Regions from separate parts of the Pan troglodytes genome. Here region 2 is linked to region 1. A link is a contact called in public HiChIP or PLAC-seq data. All regions are on one chromosome and are shown on one strand. Each heading gives the region's core, a stretch centred on a gene start, on an enhancer-like site or on the middle of the called end of the contact. The rest is flanking DNA. Distances are from core to core; before and after follow the strand shown. Region 1 holds the start of ZCRB1 (zinc finger CCHC-type and RNA binding motif containing 1). Region 2 holds the start of GXYLT1 (glucoside xylosyltransferase 1).

The links. HiChIP or PLAC-seq counts read pairs in DNA pulled down with a chosen protein or histone mark.
Region 2: a contact with region 1 is called in an H3K4me3 HiChIP or PLAC-seq map of stem cell-derived excitatory neurons, with 6 times the contacts expected there. The contact joins the promoter of GXYLT1 here to the promoter of ZCRB1 in region 1. A contact is called at or near these places in 2 of 7 Hi-C or Micro-C datasets (blood and stem cell-derived neural progenitor cells) and 1 of 1 datasets of contacts at active chromatin or transcription factors (stem cell-derived excitatory neurons).

What each region holds. Positions count from the first base shown.
Region 1 is chr10:53,520,637-53,524,319 of NHGRI_mPanTro3-v2.0_pri, forward strand. ZCRB1 (zinc finger CCHC-type and RNA binding motif containing 1) reads left to right here and starts at 2,311. Exons shown (of 8, transcript XM_001167603.5): 1 at 2,311-2,540. PPHLN1 (periphilin 1) reads right to left here and starts at 2,422. Exons shown (of 12, transcript XM_063785757.1): 1 at 2,235-2,422.
Region 2 is chr10:53,700,008-53,703,894 of NHGRI_mPanTro3-v2.0_pri, forward strand. It overlaps GXYLT1 (glucoside xylosyltransferase 1), which reads left to right and starts at 1,322. Exons shown (of 8, transcript XM_001167787.7): 1 at 1,322-1,852. The coding sequence starts at 1,632.

The sequences.
Region 1 (3,683 bases), core at 1,061-3,560:
TCCTTCCAGTGTTTTACCCTCCATTTTACCCTAAAAAAGGATAATCAACTGTTAACGCATATTCATAATGTGAAGTTTCCAGGATCAAGAATCCAAGAGGTTTTTTATTAATCATAATAAATCCAAACTTCTATCTTCCATATGCCTCCTTCTATTATATCTAACCTTCTATTCTCTCCAAAAGCATATAATTATGCCTGTTTCCTTACTGTGCCACAAACAGACTAACACATACTACCACGGAGCTGTTTATTTTCCAAACGGGATATCTTTTTCCATTCTCTCATTCAACATCCAACGGTCCATCAAGGCCCAACTCAAAATCTATTATTCTCCACAAAGCCCATTATATAAACCCTACAAGACTTAAAACAGATTCCAAACTAGTGACTGATAGGCCATATGAGACTTGTGTTTGACCCACTTTTTTTTTTTAATAAAATTCTATTCCACTGACAACATTTAAAAACTGGGAGAGGATGCTTTTTTAAAAATGGTATTTCCAACTTTTTTTGAAAAAATTAGATGTTCTGGCAAAACTGGGATCATATTCTCACATAGCCACAATCAGCTGTAGCTGAGTGGCAGGTGACCCCTTCTACGGGTGAAGTATTCATTAACGTTAACTGCCTGATCTCTGAGACCATACCTTCAGCACCTGCAATCATTCAAGAAATAACTGACTGTCTTATGTGCCAAGAACTGTATTAGCTACTGGAGTTACAAAGATAAACGAGACAAACACAGTCCCTCACCGACAGTCTCGCTTAGTAGGGATGGCAAAGAAGCAATTAAGATACGTGTGATAAATGCCGTGAGGGAAGTGCAGGGCAGCTAAGAGTACATAGCAAAAATACCTAACTCTATGGAAGTTAGGGTATACCCCTCAAGTAAAGTGACAGCTAAACTCAGATCTTTAATAGAAGTTATCCAGAAAAAGATAGGAGGAAACAGGGAGCTCAAATGTCCCAGAGAGAGAAAAGAGCCTTTGTGAAGATACTGAGGGAAGAAAGTATTCTGAGGAATTGAAATCCGTTCAACACGGCTACAGCCATGCCCAAACTTTAAATGCAGGGTCAGAGAAAGGGCTCAACTGAAATGGCTGGCAGGAAAATCTACGTGTTATCAATAGTTAAGGTTAGGAGATGAAGGAGAATTTCACTAAAGAAGTTGAATATGTAAAATAGTTTAAGCAGGAAATAGAGGTTTCAGAAAGCACAGATGGGGTGTTGAGGGGTTAAATGGGGAAGAAACGAAGAAGCAGTGATAGCCTAAGTCGAAAGAAAGCACAAAGCAGCACGGAAATGAGACTATAGCACAGAAGACCACAGAAGCTTACATCTTGGGCGGTAACCAAGGATAACAGAGATGTAAAGCATGGTAAGTTTGGCTGGCCACAAGTATGCCTAGAGAATTAGTGCCAGCGGTCTCCTGTCGGCCACGGAGGCATTCAGGCCTCTCAAAATTCAGCTGCGCCCTGGATGGATTGTACTTCCGTCTCTATAGAAGACATCGGCTTCACTCTGGATTGATTGTGCAGGCTCCAGGAGAGGCTGTGGGTTCCAGGCTGCTGGAACGCAGGCTCCCAGGGAGTGGTTAGAGGCCTGGTCTGTATGTGCTGGTAGGTAGAAGTATAAATTACCTTGCATTACGTTCTGATTTTTCTGTAGGAATGGTGGGCATGTTATGGCCTCTTAGAGAAAAAGCAGTGCGTAGCCATTATAGATTTACAGGAAGAGAAAAGGTGCCAAGAAGTTCAACATTTGTCCATACCCATACTAAAGATGAGTCATTCTGTGAATCCAACTCTCCCCAAGTTGACCTCGTCTCCCCAAATAGACTGAGATCTTCACCAGAAAACAAAACAAAACAAAACATAAAAGGTCTGTTTATTTTGTAGTTCCCAAAGTGCCTTAATAGCTGGGTACCGCGAACACCTTCAGTAAAATTACCGACTTCCTGACTCCTCTCGGGTCACTGAAGTTACCTAGCTCAGTCGTCTTCTTGCATATTAAGGCGCTACAGAGACGCGAACCCCTATCTTAGACTCAATACTTCCCTTTATTCCAAACTCCACTGCGTCTCTCCACCCTCAACCGCATGGGCAGAATTGTCGCACAATTCAAAGGCAGGAGAATCCAGGACCCGACACAGAAAACTCCCGCCCACTCCCCCTCGTTTAGCAGCCCGCACACGCTCTGCATCCATCTCTGGGAAAGGTAAAAAGCGCTCACCGACTCTGGCCCTCCGGGAGACCCCGTAAATGCAGCCGTCCGCTCGCCGCCGTTATCCCAGGTAAGTACTTCCGGCGCGCGCAATGACGTTAGCGAAGCGCTCGCCTCTGGGCCCGCCTTCGGGGCCCGGATCTCAAACAGCCGGGAAGAAGCACCGTGGCTGCTGCTATCTGCTCTCCGCGCCTGACTCCTCCCAGGACTCGTGATGCCAAGGCCGCTGCGAGCGGCTACGAAGAGTCGGGGTTGAGCCCCAGCTGAGCCGAGGGCTCGCACTCTTCTGGTCTCCCAGGCCCAACCCACCTGAAGGTAAACGCCTCCTCAGCTGCGGCCTTCTCTCCTGCGGGGCTCCCTCCCCAGACTCGGCTGCCAAAACGCTCTGCCCCTCTCTCCCGCCACCCTTTTTATTCCAGGACGTTAACCTCTGCCTGCCTTCGCGGCTCTCAGCAGAACGTGTAACGCATAGTTTCAAATGAGAAACTTAAAAAGCGACGTATCTATGTTGAGTTCCTGAAGTTTTCTAAATAATTCCCCCATAACACCAAACGTGAGGCAGTTTTCTCATTCCTTCACGAATTGGCATGCCATAGAGTCAGTATTTTTCCATTTGTGATGGTTGATCTTCCCATCTCAAATACACACCGCACGCTCTTTTTAAATCAGAAATTTGAATTTGGTTGAGCCTGATATTTTCACGGTAATTTGCTGACTTTGTAAGATAAAATGTGAAAATTACTGATTACATTTGTAAACTTTATATACATATACACACATACCTACAGGTCTGTCTCTTCGAGGCACCAAGCCTATTTATATAATGTATCATTTCATAATTTGGCAATAAGCAAAATTAGCGTTTCGAAAGAAGTTTATATTGTCGATACATAAAGCTTAAATTTACTCCTTAACATCATACTAAAAGGGGAAAAGAAAATTTTCCTCTTAACACACCACTCCAGAGAAAAAAAATATTAAGACAAGCAAAAAAGGTACCCAGCCATAGTACAGGCATGCACAGCATAACAACTTTTTGATTAACAACAAACCACATATACCACAGTGGTCTCCTAAGAGTGTAATACATTGTACCATATTTTTAGTGTACGTTTTCTGTGTTTAGCTATGTAAATATTTACCATTGTGTTTCAACTGTCTACATTATTCACTACATTAACATGCTATACAGGTTGTAGCCTAGGAGCAATAGGCTAGACCATCTAGGTTTGTCTCAGTACACCCTGTGATGTCTGCACTGTGAAATCACGTAACACTCAGAACATACCTCCTTCATTAAGCATAGCATGACTGTGTATTAGCAAAAATCAGTGGCTAAGGTTCTGTCTGAGTCCCCATGCTCTTTCTGACCTGGGTAAGCAAGGTGCAGGTATTGTACATATACAGTACATATTCATTAGAGCATTTTTTTTGCTCATAGTCTGAGTGGAAGTTAGG
Region 2 (3,887 bases), core at 72-2,571, 180 kb after region 1:
AAACTTTTCAACGCCCCAGATGCAATTTCAGCAGTTAAACGCATGATTTTTCCCCATGAATGTGTGTTCGTGTGTGTGTGTATTTTTAAGTATCCCTTCCCTCACTTTTTGGCACTGGTGCTGCTTTCTGCCTCCAATCTCTCCTCTCTCTATTTCAGCCTCCACATTACAGCCAGAATCTGCTCTCTAAAATGCAATTGTGATCATGTTACTTCCCTATTTAAAAACCCTTCAATGGTTCACTAATGTCTTGCAGATTAAATTCAAACTCCTTGGTGTGCTAAACAAAGCACTCAAATATCTGGCCCCTTCTACGCGCTTATCGCTCATCATACCCTCTCTTGCATTCACTTAGCTGGTGGTATCAAACTTCACACAGTTCCCTACACAAGAGCCTGTTTATTGATCCTTCAGCCTGGAATTACTTCCCTTACCCGACTCAAGACTCTAGCGCCACCTTTGCTATGAAGTCTCTCTTGACCATACTCACAGATAGAACTGATTGTTCCTTTGTGTGTATGCCCACACCCTTACAGGCCTGGATCTTAAGTCTGTTATCACTGCGTTGCGCTTATTTACAAGTATCCGCTGTCCCACCCACGCTCCACTTAGGCCTCTTTATACCCCTAGGTACTCACACAGAGCTTGGCACAAGTGATGCTTTATAAATGGTCAATGAATGAACGTAGTGGAAACACAGAAGAAGAGGGAGAAGAACTGGGGAAGAAAGAAGCTCTGTGGAGAGAATACTAATTGTTTTGCACATGAAAATAATGAGTTGTGAGGGAGGCCAAAAAGGTCAAAGGGAAGAGCCCTGCCTTACAGGAACTCACTGTCTGCTGGGAGGCAAGAGGTAAGGTCCGCATACCAAACACACGAAGCAATGAGCTTATCTGGGTGAAAATGGCTCGTGCACATTATAGTATCACAGAAACTTAGAGGCTGGGGGAGGATGGAGAGGAAACTGGCCTAGTCAAGTGTCTTCTAAGTGCTAGGCGGCTTTCGAGCGTTAAACAGTTTAATCTTTACAACCACCCCATGATGAGGATAGTAGCTCCATTTTAGGGACGAAGAAACATGCTCAGAGAATTTAGGTTGCCCAATGTCACAAACTACCATGTGGAAGGACCATAATTAGAATTTAGGTCAACTGCCTCCAGAGCCCTGAGGCTTTCGCTCCCCCTCTCTCGGCGGTCGAGACCCACAGGGCTCCCATTCACCTGCGCGTCGGCCTGCGCTGGCTATAGCCCTCAAGCGCGCCGCGTTCCGCGCACTCACACCATCCTCTGCGCGCCAGCCCTGCGTCCCTCCCACGCGAACTGCGCCGGCGCGTCCAGCCCTCCCGCCCGGGGGAGGGGCGGGGTTGCGTCGCTGCCGCTGACCCTTGAGCGCGCGGCGGCAGAGGCGGTGTCCAGTCTTCCGGGCGGGTAGTCCTTCAGCTCCGGAGCCGCGACTGCGCTCGCCTAGGTGGTGGGCGGGGAGGGAAGGAAGGGAGCGGGCGCAAGGCGGCGGCGGGGGCGGCTGCGGGTGAGGAACTTGTTGCGCCCGCGGCTGCGCGGTGCCCCTCCCTCCGCTCCAGTTCGTCGGGGCGGGCGCGGCGGCGGCGGAGAAGGAGGAGCGCGGCCGGGGCGATGCGGCGCTACCTGCGCGTCGTGGTGCTGTGTGTGGCCTGCGGCTTCTGCTCGCTCCTTTACGCTTTCAGCCAGCTCGCCGTGTCCCTGGAAGAAGGAGCGGGCGGCGGTGGCGGGAAGCCGCAGGCCGCAGTGGCTTCCTGGCTCGCGGGCGGCGGACGCGGCGCCGTGAGAGGCGCCGGCGTCGCGGGCCCCGCAGCGCATCCCGGCGTGTCGGACAGGTACGGGCAGTTCCCGGTGTGGGGGACGCGGCGGGCGCGGGGCGCTGGGCGCGGGCTCGGCCTAGCCCGGGCTGCTCGCCGGTGGGTGCCGCGTCTCCCGCGTCTTTCCTCCTGTCTCTGACCCCTCACTCATTTCCCTCCTTCTCCTCCGGCCGGGGCTAAACCCGCGCTGCTCCCGCCTGAGAGTGTCCTACACTTTCTGTGTTTATCTTTTGACCCAGTCATGCGCCCTTTAAAGCAGTTAGAAATTAATTTTCAACTTTTTAAAAAGAGGGTTCTTTGAAAATAAGAGGTGTCCACAAAAGCCTTACTGTTGCCTGGCTAGTGAGAATTTCCTCTTGTTTCAGTGGAGTTCAAGTTGAGATATTTAAACATGAGGCTGGCGCCCTAGTTCAGTGTTTAAGGATTGTGTGTGTGTGTGTGAGTGTATATGTGTGTGTATTTTGTCCATCATGCTGATTTTCCTGTGTTAACGCTTACACTTCTGAGTATTAGCCATGGTTAGTTAAATTTGGAAATGGCATTTGTGCGGGTTGTGAAATTTTCTTTTGGAAACACTCAGTTTATTAAGAAACTTAGAGCAAATTAAGAAAAATGAGCGATACTTGGCGTGCTCAAGTCTGTTGTTGGATGGGATGGAGTTACCTTTGTTGACAAATTGGTATTTAAAAAGCGACGTAATGACTTAGGACGTAATCACTGCCAGAGTGGGAATCAACATGAGATTTAAATAGAAAAAAAAGGTTTCTGTCAACGCATTATGAATGCTTGAAATCTGAGCGTTTGCACTGCCTTGCAACATGGACACTTCCACCTTATGTATGGGCATCTCTCTGGGAACGACCTGAAGTGCTCCCTACCAAGACTTGGCAAATGCTGCTTTGATATAGAGAAGTATAGGGTTTGTCGGAAGAGGGAGTATAGATCAGTTGTGGGCTGTTGTTTAACATCATTTTGAGAGTTGATGGTCATTCCCAGAATGAAAGGGGAGTTTGGGCAGAGGAGCAGCGTGGAAAGCGGACTTGTCATGTTTTTACCCTGAGATTTGATTACAGTCAGGGTAATTCCTACATCAGGACCCTCAGTTGTCTGTCCTGGGAGAAAGCAGTCACTGAAGACTTGAATGAGCTCGTGAAAAATGACAGGTTGAAGCTAAACTGTTTATGGCCTAGTATGTTATTGTGAAGCATTTGCAATTATGGAAAAGGAATTATTTTTATATGGGGTAGAATTGTAAGGAAGCAACATTTTAATTAAATATTGAATGAAATTAGACTGATGTTAACATTACATTTTTAGTGCCTTGGTCTTAGATATTTTATTTTGTGACAGAAATTTACAAATTTTGTTCGCTTGACCAGCTAATTTTAATAAAATTATTTGAAATTTTCGAAAATAGCCTCAGTTTTAATAAACATCCAATATAATCATTACTGAAATGTTAAGTTTTATGTGTCAGGATTAAGTCAACCGAAATACTGTACTTTTTTAGGTCCTTTGAGTAGCATTACTCTTTATTTTAAATGAGGCGTACATCTAAGTTAGAACTATAGGTGTATTTATCTCTCTTTGTAAAAAATGTGATGAAGAACAGCATGTCACCACATTTGCGCGCATAAGAAACCATTTGGGCAGGGGAACAACGTGGAAAAGTTGGATTGTGAAGTTTTACTCTATGGTTAGATTAAGATCACGCAAATTACTAAGACCTCAGGACTCTATTTTATATATCGTCATTTATAACATCTTTATAGAAATCTCATAGAATTAAATCAACTTTTGGCAACGCTCGGTAGCTCACGCCTGTAATCCCAGAATTTGGGGAGACTGAGTGGGGATGATTGATTGCTGGAGGCCAGGAGTTTGACACCAGCCTCGTCAACAACCCATCTTTACAAAAAATAAAAAAATTAAAAAAAAATTTACTGAATGTGGTGTTTCACACCTGTAATCCCAGCACTTTGGGAGGCTAAGGTGGGAGGATCACTTGAGCCCAGGAGTTCAAGGCTACAGTGAGCTATGATTGCACCAGTGT